Linked DNA regions of Mus musculus: region 1 is linked to region 2. A link is a contact called in public Hi-C data. All regions are on one chromosome and are shown on one strand. The core of a region is the stretch at or near the end of the contact, and the rest is flanking DNA. Distances in the headings are between cores, read along the strand shown.

Region 1 (6,463 bases), core at 1,789-4,288, 300 kb before region 2:
TACTTGGTGTTTGCTATGGGATTGAACTGCTGCCAAAGAAGATTGAGTTTGCCCACAAACAACTATTATTGCTGAACAGGTCCATTTCCCCCATATCCTAATAACTTTTCTCTTCCACTACCTCTGCTGGGTGGTGGGCAAGAGGAGAGGTTGAACATTTATTAAAAGTAGCTCAGAATACCCAAGATACAACTCACAGACCACATGAAGCTCAAGAAGAAGGAAGAAGGAAGTGGGGATGCTTCAGTCCTTCTTAGAAGGGGGAACAAAATACTCACAGGAGGAAATAAGGAGACAAAGTGTGGAGCAGAGACTGGAGGAAAGGCCATGCAGAGACTGCACCACCTGGGGATCCATCCCATATACAGTCACCAAACCCAGACACTATTGTGGGTGCCAGCAAGTTCATGCTGACAGGAGCCTGATATAGCTGTCTCCTGAGAGGCTCTGCCAGAGCCTGACAAATACAGAGGCAGATGCTCACAGCCAATCTTTGGAATGAGCACGGGGTCCCTGATGGAGGAGTTAAAGAAAGGACTGAAGGAGCTGAAGGGGTTTGCAACCCCTTAGGAAGAACAACAATATCAACCAACCAGACCCCGCAGAGCTCCCAGGGACTAAATCACCAACCAAAGAGTATTCATGGAGAGACCCATAGCTCCAGCCACATATGTAGCAGAGGATGGCCTTGCCAGGCATCAATGGGAGGAGAGGCCCTTGGTCCTATGAAGGCCTGATGCCCCAGTGTCGGGGAATGCCAAGGCGGGAAGGCAGGAGTAGGTGGGTAGGAGAGCACCCTCATAGAAGCAGGGGGAGCGGGGACGGAATAGAGTGTTTCTGGAGGGGAAACTGAGAAAAGGGTAACATTTGAAATATAAATAAAGAAAATATCCAATAAAAGAAAAAAAAGTAAGTTGCAAAAACTTTATGCCTACATTTACTTACTAATTTAGTTTTGAAACAAGGCCTTCTATGTAGCCCTGGCTGTCCTGGAACTCCTTACATACACCAGGCTGGCCTTGAACTCACAGAGATCCACCTGCCTCTACCTCCCAAGAACTGGTATTAAAGGCATGTGTCAACTACACCCGACTCAAAAATATTTTTGAAATATATGAACCCAAGCCAGGAATAGTGGTGCACACCTTTAATCCCAGCACTTGAGAGGCAGAGGCAGACATACCTCTGTGAGTTCAAGGCCAGCCTGGCACATAGTGAGTTCCAGGACAGCCAGAGCTACATAGTGAGACCCTGTCTTGAAACAAAACAAAACAAAACGAAACAAAACAAAACAACACAACACAAAATGTAAAAAATAATAAATAAATACCAAAGCAAGCACTTGAAACAATATTTTTCTATTAAAATCTGTTAAGCTCCCCATGCCCTGTTGTAGGTACACAGGGCGCAGGCTGTTCCCCCTTCCTCTTCCTGCTGTCTTCTGCTGCTGTCTTTTTAAGAGAGAGAGAGAGAGAGAGAGAGAGAGAGAGAGAGAGAGAGAGAGAGAAAGAGCAGGTATGAGCATTTACCATGGAAACGGGCAGAAACAAGTGTTCAGAAAATGTCAACCACCCTCTTCACAGTGGTAATGCCACTACCACCACCAGCCCCTTACTGGGGATACCAGTCAGAACCAAAGTCACCTTGGTCCTGTAAACCAGCTCCCTGTCTGCTGTGTCTGTGTTGTGGGTTCTCCTTCTTCGACCCTACACTGCACTCTGCTACAGTTGGTGCCCTCTGCTCAAGGCAGGCCACCTGGATGTTAGTCCAGGGCTGGAGCTTTCTGTCCATCCTCCCAACACTCCTGCATGGCTTGCTCTCTCTTACAGTAGCCCTGTACTGGATTCCCAGGGCTCTCGGGTTTGTTCCTCTGTGCAACCTCCAGCTCCAGTCCTATATTTGCAGTGAAGGCAAGAGCAGATTGTTCTCACCCCTTTAACGGCCCCTGGCAGGCACCTGCTCACCCCCGGATTATTCTTATGTTCTCCTGAGTCACCTGTAACCCATGGCACTGGAAAGGACTTCCATTGTTGAAGCCAGCACTTGTAGGCTGTTTGGGTGAGACAGCAACCCAGAGCCACACTTGCAGAGCCTGTGATCCAACAGCTGGGTTTTTCTGCTAACAACTTCTGAAGCCTAAAGTCCCACCTTTTAGTAACTTGAAGTCCCCTTGAAACCGACTCAACTGGATTCGACACGATTCGTTTCATCAGTGTTTACACAGTGCTTATTGCTTTGGGCATGGTTATGGGCTCACGGCCAAAGGAAAAATGGTCAAGGGTCCTGGCTTGACAGAACTAAAAATTTAACCAGGAGCAGAGATGCTGGACACCAAGCCAATAAACACATGAGGTTAAAAAAATATTAAGAGTGAACACTGTGGGAAAGTTGATTTCCTTCAGGTGATTCTGTCGGGGATATCCGAAAAACCTCAAAAAAAAATTTTTTTAAAAAGCATTAAAGATCTGAAAGGAGAGCTAAAATATTTCTCATATAAATAGAGCTCTCTTGTTTCAAATAAAAGAAGCAAAATAGACCAGAGCCAAGTCCAGGAGCAGCAGGAGCTTCAAAGGACACTGCATTCATCCCATTGACACTGGCATTGCTGGAAAGTTCAGACTCGACGTGCGCCAGCAAAGGAAACTACACTGCAGAAAGTTCTCCAGGCCGGGAACCACATGCTGTTTGCACAAAGGAACTAACCCCAAGGGATGGTACTGACCCAAGACAAACACGCTGCAAATGCTGTGTGTGTGTGTGTGTGTGTGTGTGTGAGAGAGAGAGAGAGAGAGAGAGAGACACCAACTGATGGGGGATGGGCCAACATCAGAGACCGAGCACCTGCTTGCCTGTGCTTGTGATTATAGAGACCAGAGGTCAGCTTTGCGCATCTTCTTTTGTCCCTCCCCACTTTATTTTTTGAGACAAGATCTCACTGAACCCGATAACTTCTTCCAAATAGTGTAAAAAGCAAAGTGAGGCAGGAGAGGAAGCTGGCCAAGGTTGCCATGGCCTGGTTACTAAGGTCAAAGCCAACTGATTGATCGTGATCACATTGCATATCCTGGACAGGATCTGACCAGCATGGTTTCTCAGTGTTCATTCCAATACTAGCCGCCTCGGTTAGACCACGGGAAAAGACTCAGACACGTTTTAATAAAGAGGCATCTTGACAAGGCTGCCTCAAAACTAGTCAAGTCTAAAGACATCAAAGTTTGAGACAATATCACAACCGAGAGAGGCCTACGGAGGGTGATGACTAGACGAAATGTGCTGCGCTGAGTGGGATCCTAGAGCAACGCTCAGGAGATCTCAATAAAATGTTGACCTTGTCAGTAACAATACGCCGTTAACCGGGACACGGGACTGTGTTAGTTACAAGACGTTAACGTAAGGAGGCTTTGGGCAGGAGGCTGTCTGGGAAGTCTCCACCCTGAAAGCCCTGCTTTCGCCACAGTTTCAGCTCCCTGTGATCAACCGTGGTTCAAAAACATTAAACAGATAATTCAAAAAAGAAGATTCATTGATTTTTAAATTGAAAGCCATCTGAGAAGTATCCAGGACAGGAATCTTTTTTTTTCCCTCTCTCTCTCTCTCTGGCATATCCATTCAACGACAGTGGAATACACATCTTCCCCCAGGGACTCCCGAGATAGCCATCGAGACAGGGCACATTCTGGCTCACAAAAGAAATGTCACCAGATCTGCAAAGATTGAAAGCATACAGGTGTGTTCTTGGACCCCAATAAATAAGGCAGAAATCAATAACAGCGGTGAATGAACAAGTCCCCCAAAGACTTGACAGTTCACTGGTCAAAGAGGCAGTGTCAAGAGAAACTGAAAAAGAAAAACTGCTTTTAAATAAAAATGAGAAGGCACAGATATCAGAAGGGGGGAGGGGTGGGACTCATGGAACTCTGAGAGGGAAATTTACGGCAGTAAATACGTGCGTTAGAAGAGAGAGGAGACTTCGAATAAATAATCTCTGTTCCGAGACTCCGCGGAAAAAGAATGCAAAGATTCTCAGTGAGCTGAAAGAAGGGAAAAGGTAGAAAAATGGGGAAATAGGGGCTAATCCAGGACACAGAAGCTAGGTTCCTGAAAAGGTCACTAAACTCGTGAGGGGGTGGGAGCAGAGTTAGGGAAAGGAGGGGCAGAGAGTGGATTAATCCTAACTAAGGGTGTATGAAAAACTGTTAGGAGACACCACTAGTTTGTAAACTAGTTAAAAATACATTTCTTTAAAAAGGAGTTTGAGCAGAGGTACCAAACATAAGTGAGCAATTCTGTTCCAAAAAGACACAGGTTCTTACATGGAAATCTGGACCCTAGGCACAAGTTACCACCTCCCCATGGATGATTGATCAGGGAGGCTCGAATACAGGCTTCCAAAGAATATAGGCAGTTGTCTTGGCTCTTGGTTCCCCACTATAACTAAATAACAAGACCCTTTCACTGATTATAGGACACAAACAAATTGATATTAAATTGACCAGGAACTGTTTCCTCCTGGTCAGTGTTGTAGTTCTGGAAAGTGTTGTGTAGGCTGTTGGGGAGTAGGGCAATCAATGTTCTTATTTACTGGACCCTGATTGTTATAATATTGACCTATCAGGCGATACATGTTTACCGGTACAATAGCGGCAAGACTGTTTATGAAGGTAACAGATGTTCTCTTCATTGGCTTTGAGGCCTGCTTCACAAAAGTTATACCTGGTAGCTTAAACACTGTCAAAACCCAAGGCTAGAGATGTCACTAGCCCAAGGGGAGAATCTATTAGTATTGTTCTTCTAGATGGTGGTTAATGTAGAGACTCCCAGCTATTCCAAATGCTGAGACCAGGCTACTGTGAGTACTTAGCCACAAATGGGACTTGTACAGCAACCCTCCCTCTCTAAGGGTCAGGGAACAGTGCGGACAAATGTGTGGAAAGATTTCTTAAGTCTGCTTTCGCGGATTACAGTGCTAACTAGCCTCACATTAATGTTTTTGGTTATTAACTATGCAGTTTTTGTCCTCATTCAGCACCATGGACTTTCTGAAATTCAAATGTAACTCAGCAGCCTGTGTTTTGCTTGGCAACCCACCTGCATCTCAGGGCTATGCATTGGCTTGTCCCAGCTCTACTGACATCTCTGCTGCTTGTGAAAGTCTGAGACTTGCAGATTCTCAGAAGGGACAGCTTCCCTCCTACCATGTCAGGGTCTCCCAGGAGCCCGTGAGCAGGTGAGCCACTGGCCTGTCCACCCTGCTTCTTTCCAGCCCCTGTAAGTCTGCAGTCAGTCTTCTTCTCACTGTTATTGCCCGAGATCTCAGAGCTTATGGGCTGGGCTTGCCAGGAGAAAGAAAAAATATCCACCCAAAAGACAAGAAGTTTGGGGGACCCTGGGCCACATGCTCAAGTACTCAGAGCTCCTGATCCACAAAGGTGTGTGTGTGTGTGTGTGTGTGTGTGTGTGTGTGTGTGTTAAAGAAGGTTCAAATTCATGAGGATGGGAAGTGAGAGTGCAAGGCTGGCCACCTTTCTTCATCTCTCTCTTTCCACACCTTCCTGCCCAAACTGGTATTTTTGTCTTTTATGAATTACAAGTAAGGCCTTTGTTGAAGTCTGGGGATCTAAGGTCGGCTTTGGAGGGTTGTGGGGAGTCTTTTTAGTTCCTGCGGCTTTGTCTTTCTGAGCCTTTTCAGTAGGTTCTATTCCTCCTCCCCTCCCCTCCCCACCCCTGCCACGCCCTTGGCTGTGCCCCTTTCAGCACATTCCCACACTCTGATTCTTCTGTGGCCTGCTGTTGGAACGTCTCTGAAATTCCCATGGGCTTCTGCTCAGCCAGCGCCCTTCCCTTGGAGTACACATGGGATCACAGCACACATGTTTTCCCAGACTCTCTCAGGCCGACTTCCTGTTGGGAGCCCTGGAACTCTGAGCCACTCAGTACCATGTGACTTCAGTACTGGGTGTGGCATCTCCTGGGTGAAAGCCACATCCTCTCCCTCTTCAGCAGACATGCAGGTACAGAGGGCCTGAAACTGTCACTAGCATCTCACCAATCTGGTCTACGGCTTCCAGACTGTTTGTAAAGTCAGTTTAAGCCACAGCCATTGTCAAAAGTTACATGTAATCCTCTAGGGATACAGACATACCAGTTTCTCATTATTAACAGAACACCTATCAGTAGTAACTGAAGGAAAGAGGCTTTGTTTTGGCTTACAGTTTGAGGGCACAGTTCGCGAGAGAAAATTGTGGCAGGGACAGCAACTGTGGCGTGTACCACTCTGAGGTCTCCCAAGCCCTTCCATATGCAGGTCCCATGGAGTCCTGATGCCTCTATGACACAGCAGTAGCAAGGGATTTTGTATGATGGAGGAGGATACCCTGCCCCCCGCCCCCCCCCCCCCATTACAGTTGGTTTTAGTGTCAACTCTCCATAAATTAGAATCCCCGGAACTGTCTGAACTGAAGAT
Region 2 (5,949 bases), core at 762-3,261:
CTGAGAACAACACACACACATACACACACATATATACACACACACACATACACACACACACACACACACACACACACACACACACAAGGCCAGATAGCGGCCTTTGAGGTGAGCTGCATTAAGTCAAGGCACTGGAGCAACTGGCTAAGGCAGCTCCAGAAAATGAATGTCTTCCTCATGTGCCTGACCCTCAGTCTCCTCAGCTTTGGAGTCTGACTTGGGTGCTAAAGATTGAGCTGTGTACAAGTGTCAGGTACACAGGGGTCAGTAGATCTGGTGGCCAGTGGTGGGTCATCTTCACTGTCAACTTGACTTGGATTTAGAATCACACAAGAGATACACCCCTGAGCTTGTTCGTAAGGGTGTTCCAGAAGCTGAGGAAGAAAAAGCCACCCTGAGTATTGGCAGCACCATCCCATGGCCTGGGGGGACCTGAACTGAATAAAAAGAATATAAATAAGTAAATAAGTAAATGTAACTGGCTTTCGGTATTCATTTAGCACTGCTTCTCCAGATGTGATGGAACCAATTGTGTCACACCCGGGCCCTGGGACTGTCCCATGATTGACTCAAACTGAGCCCAACTAAGCTAAATCATCTTCACTTTAGTTGCTGTTCTCTGGTATTTTGTAAGCCAAGCAACAACACAGTATCCTTGCAGCCTCTATCGCTGGCTTCTGCAGGCATGCGCTGCTTGGGTACGTGGCTTTCCTCCTTCCCTCGTGCACTTCCTCAGGTGTATGGTACACAGAGATTCCTAAAGGTCCATTGTCACTTGTGGCCGGAGGTGGGAGCTAGCATAGGTCCGTGCATACATATATGAGAAATATAGGTCAGACGGATGTCATATGTGATAAGGTCAGGAAAATGGCTAGTACATCATTGCCAGACTGGGTATCTGTGAGGACCACACAACAGATTGAGGAGTGCTGTCTCCTGGTCTCAGCCCAACCCAAGGCCCCAAATGAACCCAGAAGAGGCTGGACCCAGCCATCAGAGGTGGGGACTGTCCCAGCCTCCCTAATAGCTGAATTCAGTCATTAGAACTGCCCCACAGACAGCAGCAGCAGGTGGGTAGAAGTTATCTGGAGGCTATTCAATCAATCAATACTCAACGAAGGTCTGTGCCTTTTCTGTCTCAGATGCTGGATCAGGACAGCTTCAGTCTGTCCTGGCCCTCTTCCTGAGTGTCTCTCCCATTACAATGACAAAAGGAGCTCGAACATTCAGGACACTTGTTGGGCCAGGCTTGCTCCCATCCTGGCTACTTTTCAACAGAAAACTGTGTTGGGCTTCAGGAGAAGAGCTTGCAGTCACAGAACACACATTAAGGAAAGCTCTCAGCGCTTAGGAACACGGACAAAGAACTCTTCACTCTTTGAATGTGGAGTTTCATTTGATGTTTTCAGAAAGAAAACATTTAGCTTACTTTATATAAACCTACAGTTCTTCAAAGTCAGACAAAACAACATAAATTACACAAAACAAGACTGTGCTTAGGACTGTTGTCATTTCCTCCCTTGGCTCTATAACGTTGACTTGTGGACTTTGAAAGTAGTATTTTGTGGACAGAGAGAGAAACAGGCGCAGTCCAATAGGAAGCGCGGCATTGTCCCTGGCTGCTGCATTACTTTGTCACGGAGGTGGTGTTTACACACATTGACATCATGACTCAGGGGGACAAAGTCCTTTAGGTTTCACACCTGCCTCTCAGGAATTTTTGCTTTTGGGAAAGGGGGTTTGTCAGTATGGCTGTGCTCAGCTGATAACAAGATCTCCCCAGCTTCAGGCCCCCACTTTCTTTCCCTGGTCCATAAATAATCAGCACCATTGAGCTCCTGTGGGATTTTAGTCACAGGAGCAACAAGTGTACTCCCTCACATCTCGTCTGTCTGTCTGTCTGTCTGTCTGCATGTCTGAACTTAAAAGCCCCGACAGGAACTAGGAAGGTCAGTCCCATGTTTTGAAATCAAGTGGAGGGAATAAAGTCGTGACCCATGAGGTCACCAGCTGCCTCTTTTTGATGCTCCGAGAAGAGCTTCCAGAGGCCTCTGTCCAGACATCATCAGATAAGAGACATAGTGTGCCTGTCCCAAGGCTGCCTTGGCCTTCTGGTGTACAAGAATTTGAAGCCAAATTTCCTGTGAAAGAGAGTTCAAAGAAACATGGGTCTCAGTGCTTCTCTATCCCATTGCCCAGGGCTGTGCTGAGAAAGGCCCCGCAGCAGACAGTCCCACCAAGAATAGTACTAGAGGCCTGGAGGGAACTGGGAAGGACGCTCTCTTTCCCTTCCAATGTTGTGTTTGCTCATCGTGTCTGTGATGGAGCAGCCATGGTCTTTCCCTGAACGAAGAATTCTGCTGTCCTCAAAAGTACTGGAGATACAAAGAGTGGGGCTCACACAGCCCCAGTCTCCCAGAGCACTAGAACCCTGGGCCTGATCCTCCTTGACAGTCCCCAGTCACTGCAAGCTCACCGTGTGCAGAAGGCCTGCAGGCCAGAGGATGCAGTTTGAAGGTAGCACTGAGTGGTGGTCAGGGAAGGCTGGAAAATGAATCCTCCTCTGGCTGTCTGGGAGGAGGTTCCCTGAGAGAGCAAGGGCACCCGTAGGAGTGAACTGGGCATTCTGAGAAGCAGTCTGTGGCGTGTTCCAGGAAAGAGCCCTGCTTACTGGGATTTATTTTGCCCAAGTGTCATTTTCGGATGACACATGGACACTGCTGCTTTACAGTGGCCACCAGGTTCTGATAGCGACCTGTCTGAAAGGAGAGGTTGTGTGTGAACGATTACCAACCCGTCTTTCTGGGGAGTCCCCACATCAAATCCTGCCTCTGTGGAATTCTGAGGAGAGACTCTCACAGGGACTTCAGAGGACACACAGTGGTGGCAGGGCCCAGAGGCTGTTCATTTGAATGGGCCCAGTGTTCTCCTTAAAAACAAAATGGTTACATTTCGTTGTGTGTACACACGTGCAAGCATTCCATAGCAGGCACAGATGTGGCAGTCGGAGAACCACTTGTGAGAGTCGGTTTTCTCCTTTCCCCATTGATCTCAGGTCCTTGGGATAGGCACAGCACCTTTATGTCCTGGGGATCCTACTGGCCATGCACTTTTTTTTTTTTTTTTTTTTTACAAAAAGGTGAAGGTCAAGAGGCCAAGAGGGGATCCGGCTTACATGAGGAAGATTTACCTCAGAGTCCTAACCAGGCATGGAAATGCCTCCCAGTCCCCTAGCAGATGGTGCTACAAGTACCTACAACTCAACTGGTCCCCTCAGGTCCTACCAAGTCAGAGGGCTGAGCCTCAGCCCAGAGGACAACTTCAAATATAACTAGCAAGGTACATGTACCTACAAGTCAACAGGAGATCAGCCTGGGGCAATCTAAATGGCCTGAGGGGCACCTGGGCTGAGCCCAGCCCCACATGGGTGGGTAGGAGAAAGTCTGGTCTGGAATAGTTAGCTGTCACAAAAAGCCATCTCTGGATGAGCCTTTGAGATACTGATAGCTGGAAATCCCCTTCTTAAAGAGTTTTTCTACTACTGGGGCCAGTGTTGGTGGGTTGGACCTCAGTGCAAAGGACCACTTTCCTCTTTCTCTGCATAGCTGCAAGGGAGTCTTAGAACCTTCTGCACATCCTCCAGGCTTTGTTCCTAAGGAGGCGATGATGCCTGCCTTGTGCCAAGATCCTCTGAGGCATCAAACCCCACTGAGCGGGATATCAAGCCCACAGTGGTCCATGCTATCACTGATACGGGTTAGCCGTGAAAGTCCATCTCTTCTGCCTCCCAGGGCACACTCACGGCTCCTCCTTCTCTCTGACCTCACCTGGCCCTTTAGGTTTGTCAACAGCAGGCTCTGACTCACCTGATGACTGGGCTCTCCCTGGGCACGCAGATTGGAGCTGCCTCACCTGCTCCCTCCATGGCCTTGGCCCTGGGCCCTCCAGCCTACTCTCTCCTCCCACTCACCCTGCCTTTGGCAGGCATCATGAGTGCCTGGGCCAGGGCAAATTGGCAGAGGGAAGTAGAGATGAGAATTGAACATTTTGCAACTACAACCAATTTAAACAAACAGCAAGCACCTGTCCTTCAGTATGTTTACCCTGCGTGTTTTCATTTGATCCAACTACAGCGCTGGAGTGCTCCCCAGATTCTAGAGTCATCCATGAGAATTTGGGGGAAGCTCTCTGATCCAGAGGCTATGGGGACCAGACACACCTTGCAGTCACTTTCATAGTAGAGCCTCTGGGAGATTTGGAGAGATGGGCTCCTACCCCTGGTATTTTATATATCAAAAGAAACAAACAAAAACCCCTGGGCTGGAGGATGCCCCATTTTTTTACCATCTGGCCTGTGTGTAACAGCTGCTCCATATGGGGGTGAAGATTGACCATTGGGTCCATCATCTGTCTATGATAACAACAACAACAACAATAACAGCAACTGTCTGTGATAACAACAATAACAATAACAGCAACAGCAAATCTTCTCGGGGGGGTGTGTTGGGGGGTGTTGCTCAGTCAGTCAAATGCTTACCATACAAATGTGAGGATCTGAGTCTGGGTTCCCTAGCAACCACATAAGAAGCCAGTATATCCATACAGCAGTATATACAAGCGAGCCCAGCCCAGGGGAGGTAGAGATGTGAAGATTTCAGAGACTTGCTAGCCAGCAAGTCCAGCTGAATTAGAGCAATGATGTACAAGAGACTCTAAAATGAGGTGGGGAGTGACTGAGGAAGACACCTGATATTGGCCTCTGGCCTCCATACACGTGCATATACATGTGTGCACCAATGTGGACTGGAACACACACATATAAGTTTCTGTTTTGGGGCATTTGGTTTATGAGAGTGTCTCACTGTAATGCATGCCTAAATACATAAAGCTTCAGTCTACACTCCCCACATTTTTCCTTTGAAGTAAATTGGCAGGGTTTTGCTTTTTATCCTTGAGTATTTCAGAGAAAAGTGCAAAACAAGTGGAGAAGATTTGTACTCAGAGCCTTCACTCAGACCCCTCAGGTATCATTATACCACTTGGTTATATTTCCTTTTTCCTTTGTCCTCCCTCACACCAAACACCAACCCACTCCTGAGACACCTGTAAGCACATTTCCCCCCCTTGAACATTTGAGATATGGTGTTTCCTCATCTCTAAATACTTAAATGCACGTCTAAAAATAAAGATCTCATTGGCTTATTTTCTGTTGCTGTAACAAAACACCCAAGGCTGGGTAGTTTACAAAGAAGAGTTTATTTGGCTGGTGGTTCTATAGACTGGGAAGTTCAAGAGCTTGGTACCATATGTGCCTAAGATCTGGCTAGAGTGTTCTTCCTGAATCATAACTTGGTAGAAATCACATGTTGACACAGAATAAGCATGCTAGCTAGGGGTTCATGCTACAAAGTTATTAATGAAGTTATATGAGTCTTCCCCTGTGGTGGTTTGAATGAGAAATGGCTCCCATAGGTTCCGGTATATGAGCACTTGGTTCTTGTTTGGTGGTGCTGTTAAGGAAGGTTGTGGAACCTTCAGGAGGTGGAGCCTTACTGGAGGAAGTATGTCACAAGAGGAGGGGACAGGTTTTGAGGGTGTCTAGCCTTACCCCATTTCCAGTGAGCTCTCTCTGTTTCCTATTTGTGGTTGAAGACGTGATCTGCTCCAGCCACTCGACCCCAAGCATCCCCCCACTCTTCTCTGGGACTGCAAGCCATACACAAAGTCTTCTACAAGTTGCTTTTGGTCATGGTATTTATCATAGTATAGAAAAGTAATCAATGTATTTACTACCCATGTGACCCACATAATCCTACCCCCCCCCGCCCCCCACAAAGGCTCCAGTACAAAATACAGCATCATATGACTCAGGGAAGTTTCCAACACCTCAACTTCTGGGAGACACATTCAACCCCCAGCACTAACAGTCTCTGAATGATACATCGATAT

What was found. Hi-C and Micro-C count contacts between places; a contact is called where the count stands out from the background.
Region 1: a contact with region 2 is called in a Hi-C map of liver, with 2.3 times the contacts expected there. The contact joins two enhancer-like sites. A contact is called at or near these places in 3 of 484 Hi-C or Micro-C datasets (bone marrow-derived macrophages and liver) and 1 of 115 datasets of contacts at active chromatin or transcription factors (pancreatic cancer cells).

What each region holds. Positions count from the first base shown.
Region 1 is chr2:128,469,981-128,476,443 of GRCm38.p6, reverse strand. No RefSeq gene overlaps it. Among named protein-coding and RNA genes, the nearest start is that of Gm36154, 6.7 kb to the right of the region's middle. Within about 2 kb of position 3,038, at least 6 of the 459 cell types and tissues checked have an H3K27ac peak or open chromatin away from gene starts, as enhancers often do. A contact at or near this core is called in liver, where this site is marked.
Region 2 is chr2:128,170,448-128,176,396 of GRCm38.p6, reverse strand. All of the region lies in intron 1 of Gm14009 (a long non-coding RNA gene), which reads right to left. Among named protein-coding and RNA genes, the nearest start is that of Gm14009, 3.7 kb to the right of the region's middle. Within about 2 kb of position 2,011, at least 22 of the 459 cell types and tissues checked have an H3K27ac peak or open chromatin away from gene starts, as enhancers often do. A contact at or near this core is called in liver, where this site is marked.